3 separate regions of the Rattus norvegicus genome follow, and regions 2 and 3 are each linked to region 1. The links are chromatin contacts, called in public Hi-C maps. All regions are on one chromosome and are shown on one strand. Each heading gives the region's core, a stretch centred on a gene start, on an enhancer-like site or on the middle of the called end of the contact. The rest is flanking DNA. Distances are from core to core; before and after follow the strand shown. Region 1 holds the start of Ebf1 (EBF transcription factor 1). Region 2 overlaps Ebf1 (EBF transcription factor 1). Region 3 overlaps Ebf1 (EBF transcription factor 1).

Evidence for each region. A called contact is a pair of places that touch in the nucleus more often than the background predicts.
Region 2: a Hi-C map of psoas muscle shows a contact between it and region 1, with 2.9 times the contacts expected there. The contact joins the enhancer-like site here to the promoter of Ebf1 in region 1. A contact is called at or near these places in 2 of 12 Hi-C or Micro-C datasets (prefrontal cortex and psoas muscle).
Region 3: a contact with region 1 is called in a Hi-C map of the A7r5 cell line, with 2.2 times the contacts expected there. The contact joins the enhancer-like site here to the promoter of Ebf1 in region 1. A contact is called at or near these places in 4 of 12 Hi-C or Micro-C datasets (the A7r5 cell line, the Rat2 cell line, frontal cortex and 1 more).

Annotation. Positions count from the first base shown.
Region 1 is chr10:29,600,079-29,604,380 of GRCr8, reverse strand. It overlaps Ebf1 (EBF transcription factor 1), which reads right to left and starts at 2,460. Exons shown (of 16, transcript NM_053820.2): 1 at 2,039-2,460. The coding sequence starts at 2,172.
Region 2 is chr10:29,707,843-29,712,144 of GRCr8, reverse strand. All of the region lies in intron 6 of Ebf1 (EBF transcription factor 1), which reads right to left. Among named protein-coding and RNA genes, the nearest start is that of Ebf1, 110 kb to the right of the region's middle. Within about 2 kb of position 2,489, at least 7 of the 93 cell types and tissues checked have an H3K27ac peak or open chromatin away from gene starts, as enhancers often do.
Region 3 is chr10:29,668,280-29,672,581 of GRCr8, reverse strand. All of the region lies in intron 6 of Ebf1 (EBF transcription factor 1), which reads right to left. Among named protein-coding and RNA genes, the nearest start is that of Ebf1, 69 kb to the right of the region's middle. Within about 2 kb of position 2,586, at least 25 of the 93 cell types and tissues checked have an H3K27ac peak or open chromatin away from gene starts, as enhancers often do. A contact at or near this core is called in the A7r5 cell line, where this site is marked.

The sequences.
Region 1 (4,302 bases), core at 1,211-3,710:
GCAGAGTTAGATGGCTAACCCAGACTGTGTCCCGCACCCCTCTGTCACCCAGGACACGCGAGCGAACCCCCCAACACCCACCTTCTCTGCTCCCAAAACATCTCCTGGGCTCCTTCCATGACCCATCAGGAGCTCTAGCGCGGCTGAGGAACCGCACAAATGTCACTCATGTCCCTGTCCTCCCCTTCCAGAGACAGCGGGTCATCAGAACTCAGAGGTGTGAAAGTTTTGTTTGGGTTTTGGGTAGGAGATGAAACGCTACAATCTTTACTCCACTGGAAGCGCACTGCGTGGAGAGGAAACGTGACCGTGGGTGAAGCGAAAGGGGGTTAAAGAGAAAGTGCGCAGTTTACTACTTCGAAGGCCAGGGCGTGGGAATGGGTTCCAACTACGCCTCCAAATCTCGCAAGTAAGTGGGCAGGTGGAAATGTATGCAGGGATGCTAGGCTGCTCGCTGCAGCAGCCACCCTCCAGGAAATTCCCTGGCCTCCTCCAGCTGCCGGTAGCCGGCCTCAGCACGCTAATTTTCTACACAAACACAAGCAAGGGGAGAAGGGTCCCAGATTGGGACTCGCGGCTATTAGAAATGATCGATCGCCATTGGAAAGGGAACTGGGGCGTTCTGTTTTACTGTTGTAGGTGGCTGTTGTTGTTTGGTTTAATTGTTTAATGAAAGACCTGTCTTGACAAAGTTTTGCCATTCTGAAAAATCATCCTCACACATTGCAGAAACCAAGGCTGCTTGGCTGAGAAGATCCGTCTGGGACTGGGGACTGAAGATTGGGGTGCCCGGGAACACCACAATGTCAGCCCAAACTGCAGGACACTGGCGGGCAACACACACACACACACACACACACACACACACACACACACACACTTTCGCTTCCAGCCTAGTTACCCAATTCACTCTCACTACCAACCACTCCCAACCCTGTGCTCAGCGGGATGGAAACGGTACAGGACAGTTGTCCCTAGTCCTTGCCCCCCCCCCAAAAAAACTGGAAAGATGGAATTACTCTCCCTTCTCCCTCTGCACCTTATATGTCTAATGGGGCCTGGGCCCACAAACTTTTCCCTAAGCCCAGCTGGTGGCCAAGAATGAAAAGAGCAAGGTACCATTTCTCACTTGGGACCAGGAGCCCCTGGACAGGGCACTGGGTGTGTCCAGGGAAGTTCCTCAAGTTGGCCTCCAAGAGCATGGCTTCCAAGCCACTCAGTGTAGGGTCTGGAGAGCTGGAGAGGGACTGGAGGAGTCCAAGGTGACAGGGGATGAGAAAGGCTTTTAGGAGATGTGAGAATTAAAGTTGGAAATCACTCCTCTACAGGCAGACTGAGAAAAACTGAAGGCTAAGGGGTGGAGAGAGGGGAGAGTAAAGAACCAGATAGGAGAGAAATGGGGAGAGAATATAGGGAGGAGACAGCCGGGTGAGGAAAGAGTAAAGAAAAAAGAAGGGTGAAACTGAGAAGGAAAGAAAGAGAAAAAGAGTGGGGAAGGACAAGGAAAAATTAAAGAAGGTAGAAAAAAGAAAGGAAAGATAGGGAGAAAGGAAAGAAATGTGAAATGAAATGGAAAGGAAGAAAGAAAGGGGAGAGAAGAAAATTAAGAAAAAAGAGAAGAGAGAAGGAACGGGGGAAAGGGAAAGAACTGAAGAGAAATTAAGGAAGCGAAGGGAAGGGAAGGAGAAGGGGAAAAATATATAGCCACCCAGAAAAGAAAACAAGCGGTCAGAAAAGCGCAGCTATCCAACACCGTGCTGCAGAGACTCCTCTTCTGGGTTAAAACAAAACGAAAACACTCGCAGATGGGGCTGCGGAAAGTGCCGACAAAGCTTGGGCTCGGCTCCCTCCGGCAGCTCGCTGTTCTCTGGCCGGCGGCGACGAGTGCTGCGCAGCCGGGGAGCGCGGAGCCCAGGCGGCGAGCGCAGCGCAGCGGCAGACGCACTCGCGTGGCCGGGCCCCGGGTAGCGGCGCCGCGGTCTCCGGGCTCTCCCGCTAGCCGGCGGCCTCTCCTCCACGGTCCCCCAGCGGTACCCACCTCTGCGCCGCTGTGTTGGCGTCCAGCACCCCGGCGCCCTGCATCCACGTCCGCACCGCGTTCATGCCGCTGCCCAGCGGCTCTTCCTTCATACTGCTTCCACTCCGTTGGATGCTTTCCTGGATCCCAAACATGAAAACAACCTTTTCTTGTGGAAAATCTCCTCCCCTTTGAAAATATTAAAAAAAAAAAAGGAAAAAAAAAACTCCAACCACAGATTTTTTTTTTTTGAGTCGATGAAACTCGCGCTACATCAAGGCGGGCTGAAAAGCAAAATTTTTAAAAATGTAAACCTTCGCTCAAAACTGAGCGATAACAAGGAGGGGGGGGCGAGGGAAAAAAAAGAAAGGGAAAATCCAACGAAAAGACCAAAATTAAGAAAAAACAGAGATGTATGCTTGGCTGTTGGGGGTTGTTTGGTTGGTTGGTTTTGAGTTTGGGTGCTTTTTTTTTCCTTTTTTTTTTTTTTTTGCTTTTTTTTTTTTTTTTTTGCTTTTTTTTTCTTTTTGTAGTAATCACAGGCCGTTGGAGAACAGGAGGGGCTGGAGTTTCCTTTTGTAGCGGTACCTTCACTTGAAGAAGCAGGAAGAAAAAAACCACCCTGATGACAATTTAAGAAACAATAGATACGACTCTCGAAGCCGGCTTGGCTACTTGAAGTGTCATTTTCCACAACCAGGCAAGTTTTTTTCTCTCTCTCTTTTTTTCCTCCTCCTCTCTCAACCAAAGATGTTTCTTTCCTTTCCGTGCGTGTAGATGAGGACGCTGGTTGCTGTAGACAGATACACCGGAGAGGGTGGGGGGAAGGGGAGAGAGAGGGAAAGAGGAAGGGGGGGAGGGAAAGAGATAGAAAAAGAGAGGAGAGGGAGAAAGAGAGGGGTGGACCCTGCTGGATGGAGATTCTGTTTTCTCCTTGCTAAAATAGAAGTGATTTGCAGGCTCTCCCTGTGGAATCCAGTTTGACTCTCCCTAGAGCTAAACACAGGCACACTAACCCCAAAGGGAAGGAGGCGGGGCCCTCGCAGCCTGGACACGCCCCTTCTTTGCATAACGTCATCCTTCCGCCTTATCGCAGCCAATCGCAGCTCCCGAGCTGGCTTGTTCACAGAGCCTGGCCACACTCCCTCATTAACATCCTTCTCTGGGTGGCGCAGGGGAGCCGCCAAAGTTCCCGGCAAAGTGGCGAACGAGGGAGCTCTGAGCACCAGCATCTAGGCTGGAGGGAGCTCGGCCGTAAAGAGCAAGAAAGGGGGCAGAGGGAAGGAGATGGAGGTATCCTGAGCCGAAGGGGTATGCGCCATGGCAGTTCCTGAGCATCCCCTCAGCGCCCAGAGCGCGACGGAGGCGTACTGACTGCGTTCTCCCTGGGCAGACGCCTAGTCCCTTGCTCGGCTGTCCTAGGACTTCGGGGGCAAACTTGGAGGAAAAAGGACTGACCAGGCAGAAAAGCCAGGATGCCCATCCCAGGTGCCCAGCTCTTCTCTCTGAAGCAAGGGTAGCGGGTTGAACTTTGTGTGCGAGCAAGATCGAGACTTGTGGGCCCTCGGAAGACACACTGTCTCCGTGTCAGGAGAGGTAGAGAAGCCTATTGCCCCAACGAATACTTTAGTAGATCGCACAAGGGATTGTGTGATCCAGACTCGGTCCTTAGCAGGCCTCTGAAATGCCTCTGATTCTGGGGTTAGCCCAGACACAAACGCTGTTGGGCGCGGTTCTTACTCGGTCACTTCAGCAGTCTCTTAAGAATGAATAGGTCTCTGGGACTGTGCCAGGGTGAGACTCTAAATATCTTCAGATCCCCAAACCCCTCTCCTGCTCCGCAAAGTAGCTTTATTTTTCCTTACCAACACAGCAAGGATGTTGCCTTCTCTGATTAGCTGGTTATTTGGCACACAGAGTTCTTTCTGTTAAACGCGAAGGGGGCTTAAGCCAACTTCCATCACAACCGCAGGGAGACTGGGAAGTAGGGAAGAGAGATGAGAGCGAGGGAGGGAAAGGAAGGAAAGAGGAGGAAGTGGATAAGGTGGAAGAATGTAAGGGGAGAAAAAGAAGGAAGGAAGAAAGGACGGAAGGAAGGAAGGGAGGAAGGAAAAGGAGGAGGAAGAGGGTAACTTGTCTCCCACTCCCACCTCAGGCCTATTGGCCTTGGTGTTGTGGCTGAAGAGGAAATGGGTGGAAGTTTATGGGTAATATGCCTGCCCCATCATTATTTTTTTTAAAAAGATGCAACGTTTAATAAGCTCATGGTAAACTGTATCATTACC
Region 2 (4,302 bases), core at 1,240-3,739, 110 kb before region 1:
CTGCTGTTTCCTTAGATTCATTAGGGGTGGAGTGTGACCTATAAGAAGGCTCTGCTTGGTATCCAGCACGGATACCAAATCGATGGATTACAGAGGGCATGGGGGGAGCCGTCTTTGAGTCTCTGTTTTCCAGTTGAAAATGAAGATAAAAATTCTACTCACAGCCATGGCAGTGATAAGGAGAGACGCTACGAAAACGGGGGGAAACAGAGGAGGACATGCTTGGAGGTAGACACCAAAGAACTCAATGACAAACCTCCAAACCAATCTTCATTCCATGTCTGGAAAATGGTCCCCATCGCATTGGTCCTAAGTGCTCTGGGGATGCTCTGGGTTTAAAATAAGGAGAAAGCACCTCACGGTGTATAATGTGGCCCACCATGGCCACTGTGTCTGACTCTAGCTGGTTTTGGAAGCCAAAGTTGAGAACCATGATCACAAAGAAACTAAAAGGGACGCCAACCAGAACCGTTGGCATATTACATCTGTCCAGCTGCCAAGATCTCAATAGGTAATCAGAGTAGGGAGAGAAAGACCACTGGGGTTCAGTTTCTAAGGAAACAAGCCGAAAAGAGAAATACAAATGCCTGACTTTCCATCACCATCAGCATCCACTTCTTAAAGTGGAAAGCAGGTGAGGTGAGCCATGGGTACCCACACTTTAGCCAAACATTCTGGCAGGCAGGAAGCAGGGAGAACTGACATCAGGAAGCCTCAGACCAAAGAGAACACTGACCTATCTTTATACTCTAGACCAAATTGACGAGCTCCTGACAGTTTTCCACTGAGGAAAGACAAGTGAAAAACTTGAACAATATGAACAGATTGTATGAGCTGATTTTCCTACAAGCTCAATAGGAATGCTTGCTCAAAGCGTTGGGTAGTATATTGAGTGGCTTTGCCCGACTTCATCAAGTAAGCCATCTTGAAAGTTTTAATGCACAAAGTTCAGTGTACACACACACACACACACACACACACACACACACACACACACACACTGAACATGCCTTGTGATTGACTGTATGAACACAGCCACAAAGGAGTGACTCAACCTGGGAGAAATCTCTTGACGTCTGTGTCTTCTCTGCTACTCTATTCCTATGCTCTCTTTTTGAGTCAAGTTCCTGGAACTCTGTGCCTACCGTTTCCTCTGACTTTAGCATCAGTGATCACGGGAGTTTGATGCCTCATAACAAGGAAGACTGATCTGCATCACTGTTTCACATCTTACCATTTGAAGTTACCTTCTGTAGACAGAACTTTCTACCTTAAAAGTCTCAAATACACCATTACGTTAAGAGAGCCAGTGAGGGGTTGCTCAAGTCACCCAGGTGAAAGATTCATGAGTGGCTTGTTTCCTTAAGTGAGAACTCTTCCCTCTTGTCGGTACTGAGTAATAAAATCTCCCTCAGATCATTCTGAAAATGCAAACTAATAATGCAGAAAACTCAAGGCTGCTTTTTCCCATCGTGGAAAATGTCACAACTAGAAAGCATGTTCCATGGCTTTTGTTCCAGATGAACAATCTGAGAGCAGATAGGTAGTTTGAAAGGCACACATCTGGCCCATAACAACACACATCCAGTGGGCTAACCTCTCCTCTGAGAGAGACCAGGACCCTCTCCTTAGGAACATTCTGCTTTGTCCATTACAGCATCCATTCAAATCTCGGCCAACTTCTAAGAACACCTCACCTTCTCTGTCAGAGTATCAGCCTCATAAATGGTGGGGTTCCGGCCACAGCAGTGTAGAACAGTGACTTCCCCAGATCTTCCTGTCTCCCACTTCTCAATATCCCCTTGCTCGTGAAGTCTTATGGTGCCACAAAAGGACTAGAACCTAAGTTTGAATGGCATCATTTTCCTGGCATGGTATTTTATTTAATAATAATCACATTGAAGGGAAAACTTTTGGACAAAGTAGCAGCAGCCCCACACCTGGAGGGTCCCCTGAGGCATCTGCTTCCAAGTTACACAGAGACACACATACCACAGGATCCTGTGACCATCCAACTCCCGAGTCCTGTCTGTAACCCCAAGACTAGGAAATTAAGCCATCTCCCATGCACAGAGCCTTTTGACATCCCACTGGGTATTGCTGAAGAAAAAGCCCAGAGCAGGACATTTCAGGGCTAGAATCTAACATGTTTGTTCTCCATGAGCTCCACTATACTCCTTAACTTTGCTGACTTTCTCACTGGGGACTTAAGACGACTCACTGGACAGTTAAAGAAAGAACCCAGCACCCTTCTTGGCACCAGCGAGCTGCACAGTAAAACCTTAGTCCCTGTCTGTTTCCTATCGCAATGTTCTGTACCACCCCACCTAGAGGTTAGGGCAGCCCCGATCCGAAACTATGAGCTAAGGATATGATCTCATTCTTCAGTCTGAAACATCAATGCAATTTTGTAGCATGATGCATGCAAGAGCACCCCCTAAATGTGTTAGTCAAACCTCCTGGATTCCAGTTGTGGGGTGATGGGGTCAAGTACTACAACAGCACCAAAGACATTTCAAGTCGGCCTCTCTAAGGATCTGCCCCGTTCCTGGCAGTCTGGCCTCCAGCCTCATAACAGATTCTGGGTCCCGATTCAAACTTTAATTTACTGGTGACCTCATGGCTTTCAGGAGTATTACAGAGGACTTATCTGGAATTCACTTTTTCCTACGCCCTTTCTTTTATTGGATAAATGTGATGATCACGCTGATTTCTTGGATCTTTTATCTAGAAAGGAATTTTTCTGGAAGTACTTAGTATTTGTTTTAATCAGATCAAGAACTATGTCCAAAGACTTTATAAATAACTTGTAAGCATATAATTTCTTAATACATTTCCTAGATAAATTGGTGATGGTCCTGCTCCAATTTTTCCTCATTTTTATGAAATATTTCAATTAATCACACTCTATAGGCTAGTCACACAGACTGCTATGTGATTGGAAAGTTGTGATGTCTCCCTTTAAGCACCCCCCCCCAAATGGGGAGAGAACGTACTCACTGTCTCCAAATCTTCCTTCTTAAAGTGCCTAAGTACAGGCTCACCATGGATTATGAAAGTTTGCTCTGTGTGTTTCTTTATGGGGCTCCAAGGATGCTAAACACATGGGATGTTGCTGGAATGTGAGGCAAATCTTAATGATGCCTTGAGAAAACATTGTGCTTAGTAATAACCCCCTTGCACAGCCTTGTGGGAACCGCACTTCTACGTACTGTATATGTAGCTGTGTTTCTAGTCTGTAGTCAAGAAATTCAAAGAACTGAAGCATTTTAGGTCTGGAACTGATAAAAAGAGACTGGTATATCATATATCTAAATATTTGGGAGCTGTAAAGCAAAGCAACACAGTTTAAATAAAGTTGATTTTATTGTTGTTTGTTTGTTTGTTTTCATTTTGTTTCTCTACACTGACAAATATCTCTTCTTCCTTCCCCTCCCTACAACTGAAAGGCCAAGTTTGAGATTTTTAACTCTTAGGCTCTTGCATCAAGTTCACTCAAGAACTTGATGGCATAGGAAGGTTAGCTCTCATTTTTTCCATTTCTAGATGAAATCTATGTATTTTTAAATGGCACTGAAGATCACATCTCTAAAGACTCAAGCATACTCAAGCCATCTGTTACTGAGCTGTATTTCCAATGCTTCCTATTCAAATTCAAAGGGGCGTCAGTAATCCATGCAAACACCTCTCTGCTCACATCCCAATGTCCCTCCTCATCCATCCTCCACAAAGAACACAAGGACTCTCTCACAACCTGAGCTGTGAACATTAAAACATTCCCCTATAGAAAGAAGAACGGGGAATTAAAAGTGGGCTCAAAGCCCTTAGGAAAGTGAATTTCTGGTCCCGATAGATGTCTGAGTGTAATCTCTCAGAATGATCAGACCTTAAGTGGTTCCATGGACCTCTTGTCCAAACCGAAGGGAGAGACACATCTGAGGGCCTGCTCAGGAGCCCAGTCTGGGCAGATGAACTGCTCAGCTGGATCCATGGACAGAACTACACAATCAGACCTGGTCTGAAAACACACCAACACTCCACATAGCAAATTTAGCGGGAGATGCTTCGGTGTCTCTGACTCTGTAAACAATTTCCCATCTCCACCCTCGGATCGGCTGGCCCCCACTTACTCCTCAGTGCCTTCAGGTACAGCTCCTGCCCTACATGGGCTAAGCTGCTGCTTAAATCCACCCAGAAAACCTTCACAATCGAGTTAGCTCTTCACAGCCAATCACTCCTCTCTGGGTATTTCTTGATTTTTTCCCCCTAACTCTCCTTTCTAGGCTTCCCTGATGCTACTCT
Region 3 (4,302 bases), core at 1,337-3,836, 68 kb before region 1:
ATATAGTAACATACATACATGTATAGATACAAATATAAAACAAAGATTATTATTATGTTATCATAACTATTTTAAACATTTTATTTTAGTTTTAATTGCCTATGTGTGTGTATAAGCAATAGGCACTCTTGACCACTGAGCCATCCTTCCAGCCCCTCAGAACCTTATTGAAATGTTAAAAAATGAACATAAATTACAAGTGCAACATGCTAGACATGGTTGGGTTGTTTTTATATTTCCTTTTTTTTTTTCCTGTAACATGCTTTAAAAATTTCTTTTCCTTGAGATTTAAAAATAATTCATGATGGCCATAGACCCATGCGTTTTCACTTATCTCTGTCTCTCAACATCTAGCCAATAAGCTAGCCTAGAAGAAACACTAACTTTTTTTTAAACACGTAGATATTTTTAATTAAGATCTGGTCATAAATTAAGTTCGAGAGAGAGGAGTTGGAAAGCCGCTTGGCAGATGGGCTCAGGGAAGTCTCGGGCAGAAGCATGCATTTGTCTGGGACCCTCAGAGGGTCCCACACACGTGTAAAGAGTAAGGAAGAACACTCTGGAAGGGCAGGGAGACAGAATGGAAGGTAGGTACTGAGTGTACTTGGGAAGAGAGAGTCTGTGTGACTCTCATACAAGGCGCATGGAGGGCAGGAGGGGTAGCTAGAAAGATGCTCTGAGCCCACAGAACAGCTCACTTGAGAATAAAGATTGTCTAGAGAAGCTTGTGGAAGGCTACATGGTCAGAACTGAACTTTCTGGAGACGCGCGTGTCTACAGTGTACACCATGTGCGTAGAGCTGTTAACTGTGATGAGCGGAGCCCAGGACATAGGGGAAATAAAAAAGATGGGGATGGAAAGAGGCTGGAGCTGTAAGAATGGATAGCAGGGTGCCACCGTTATAAATGAACTACACAGTCTTCTCTAGGACCGAGCCCAGAATCCACTGGGCCATACATCTGCCCTTAAATAATCTGGACATTTGAGAGGAGGGATAAGAAACTCCGTCCTTGCACCCAAACTTAACTGGCTGTAATATGCCCAACACGCATGTGCACCCAACAATTAAAGCCCCGTGGTTTCTAACATTTGTTTATTAGCAGTCCCAAATGTTTCCTGTGCTATATAAAGTTTACCTTTGACTTCAACCCGGGGGAAGTGAAGGGTGGAGCCCTGAGAATGGGAGGAGGGAGACACAGTAGTTGCAGCTCCGTGGCAAGAAAAACATCTCGTTTTTTAAAATAATGCATTCACTCCGAAGCCCAGGACTAAAAGGTCGCAAACTCGCACGAAGCACCAGTGATTTAGGGCTCAGTTCAGCAATGCGTGGAATGTAAAACTACACGCAAACCGCAACACAGCAGGGATGGCGCTGCGCCTCTGGCAGGAATCGCCGTTTCCCACACAGGCCCTAAATCTGACCCAGCAATGAAACTTTTAAGATTTTGTAAAAATAGAATAGTTGGGAAATCTTGGCCACTTTTAGTTGAAAGAAAAAACAAAAGGGCCATCTTTTCTGGGTGAAATTTAAAAATCTGCCACTGCCCCCCCCCCGCCCCCGCCCCCGCAAGATATGCTAATGATGAATTGGGGGAGGGGTATTGTCAAACATCAAAGCACGTTTTCCCCTTAAGTTACCTGGCAAACCCATTCTAAGATGCTCTGGTATTTGTTGATTGTTTTATGATCCATCAAGAGTCCTGCGAAAGTGTCCGGTCAAAAAGCAACGTGTGTGGCAAAAACTGACTACAAAACGCTTACTTACATAGCTATCATGAGTCAGAATTATCTTCCCTAACCTTCCGACTACGGAAGCCCTGCGACGGTGGGTGCTATTCTCCACAATGAACAAATTTAAGGAGCAGGTTAAGTTTATCGGTCTTGCCAGGTCTACATCATAGCCAGGACTCAAATCCAAACCCTTCCAGTCTCTAAATCCAGCTTCCTTCTCTTACATCCACTTCACAAGAAGGAATTTCCCACATCCACTCAACAATTATATTTAGAAATCAAGACATACCACTGATGTCTTGGTAAGCACTTAACTGGCTTTTCTGGACTGTTAGCCCAATGTTGGCTCAAACCAGGGCTGTGTTTCTAGTCTCTTATCTATGTAGTATTGTACTCATTAAGTAGAAGCAACTCCCATGTTTTATGTCAGAGCCCAGGTTAAATTATAGATGAATTCCTGGTAGCCTGATCCAGAGTCTGTCTAGTCCCCTCCCTCTCTCCTTCCCTCCCCGGCTACCCCTTCCCTGTCAGGCATCTCACTAATATTTATTTTGGAACTGCCATGCACAGTATTATGACCCAGGCTTCTGTAAAAATGGAACGTTCTCGACTAGCACTTGAAATGAGCATATCCAGACAATGCACTCTGCTCGATGCTTACGACCGAATTATCTCAAGAGGCTATCAAGAGCTCTCAAAGTCCTCGTGTTAACTATGTCCTCCATTTAATCCAGCCCCCACACAGGCAGAGAAGAAGGCAAGATCTAAACATGACACACAAAGAAAAAGAGAAAGAACTCAGTCTCTCCTTCTTCTACCCCTCCGCTCTCCCATATCTGCCCCTACTCCCAAACTAAATATAGAGAGGCCAAGCATCAAAACCCAGGCCTGAAATTTTCCAAAGTGGCGATCAACAAACCAGCGTCAGCTGACCCATGTGACACTCAAAGGCATTGCCCAAGTTCGCACGAGCAGCCACATGGAAAACGGGAAGTGGGGTGTGTACCTGAGCGGGCCTTAGGAAGCTCTGCAGGCATTACCCTGCTGTACAGCCACCCCCACCAGTGCACACCACAGGAAAAGCTACTGTGAGCTCAAAGGCCAGAACCCCAGCTTTTCCTACCCTCCCTAAGAAGGCTAGATCCTGGATACAGAAATGCTAACGGATCAACAGACATAAAGTTAGCACTGTACTCAAAGGCTTGTGGGTTTTTTGTGGTTTTTTTTTTTTTTTAACATTTCCCTTATTGGAGAGGGGAAGGGAGAAAAGGCTTCCTTTCTTGACCCTACAACAAATTCCATTAAACTTCAAAAACAATGGTCTGGGATTCTGGAGGATGCAGACAGGAAACGAGAAGAAAGCTTTACAGAAAAGTTTAAAACGTGTTGTTGTTTTTTGGTTTTTGGTTTTTTTTTTTTTTTTTCCTTTTTCCTTCCAGAGGGATGGTTGTATCTTGACAGTGAGAGCTCATGGCAACTGAGAACATAATTAGATTTGAATGTCATGTACTTGTGACTGGGTGTATCGCACATCAAAACAGATTTAGCATCCAGTCGGAGCGGCAGAAACGTGCAAATGCCAGTGGCCGGTAAATAATTAATGATCGCCCCCAAAGTTTACAAATGCTTCAAGTGCCCTACAGATTCAATCCCATTGGACTTCCAAGTTACTTGAAATTATTGTTCTGTTTTGTGCAGTGTTCATGGTGAATTTATCATTGAGAGCAGAAGTCACTTTCTACCTGATGTCCGCTTGTTTCTTGGGGCAGTTAATTTATGAGTGTTTCTTATGGAAAAGATAACCCTTTCCCCCAAACATGGTGTGATAAATGCGGGCTCAGTGTCATCACCGTGGGGTTCTGTATTATAAAATGGGGAGTGTTTGGAATGAAAACTGAGCTCGTCTTTATTTCACCAGTATCTATAAAGCTTAGGAGAACAGTTTTGAAATTTGACCCAGATGACTAAAATTCATCACTGCAAAAAAAAAATTCGTCTCAAAATGTGATTTGATGGTGATTTGTTACCAAGCTTCTTTGGAGAGAACTGAAAGTATACATTTTTCTCTTTCTTAAAAAAAAAAAACAAAAAAACAAAAAAAACAAAAAAAAAAAACCCAAAAAACTCGCCCCTCCCCCCACCACCAAATGCAAAAAGAATTCATCTTGATTGTGAAATCAAGAAACAAAGATACAGGCCTATTGTGTAATAATCAGCCCACATCTCAATGAATAAGTAATATTTCTCACAAACCCAAGTTAGATAGTGGATTTATTTAACCTCTTGGGGTCAGGTAATAAATACTAAATGAATTATTCAGCCCAATGGCTAATCAATACAATTCCATGATATATTTTTTGTGTTTCATAAAAGGTTGTACACTAAAGGCAGTGAGCAATTATGGAAATTGGGCTGGAGCTCCTCTCAATTCCTCTCCTGCTTGAAACCCCAGCAGGCCACCTTGACAGCAAATCGATTAGTGCTCCAGTAAAGCCGCTCAGTGACCCTTGACCTCCTTCTTGCAGGCCTGACAGAAGAGAGAGTATTTTATATTTATTTTATTGAATTAA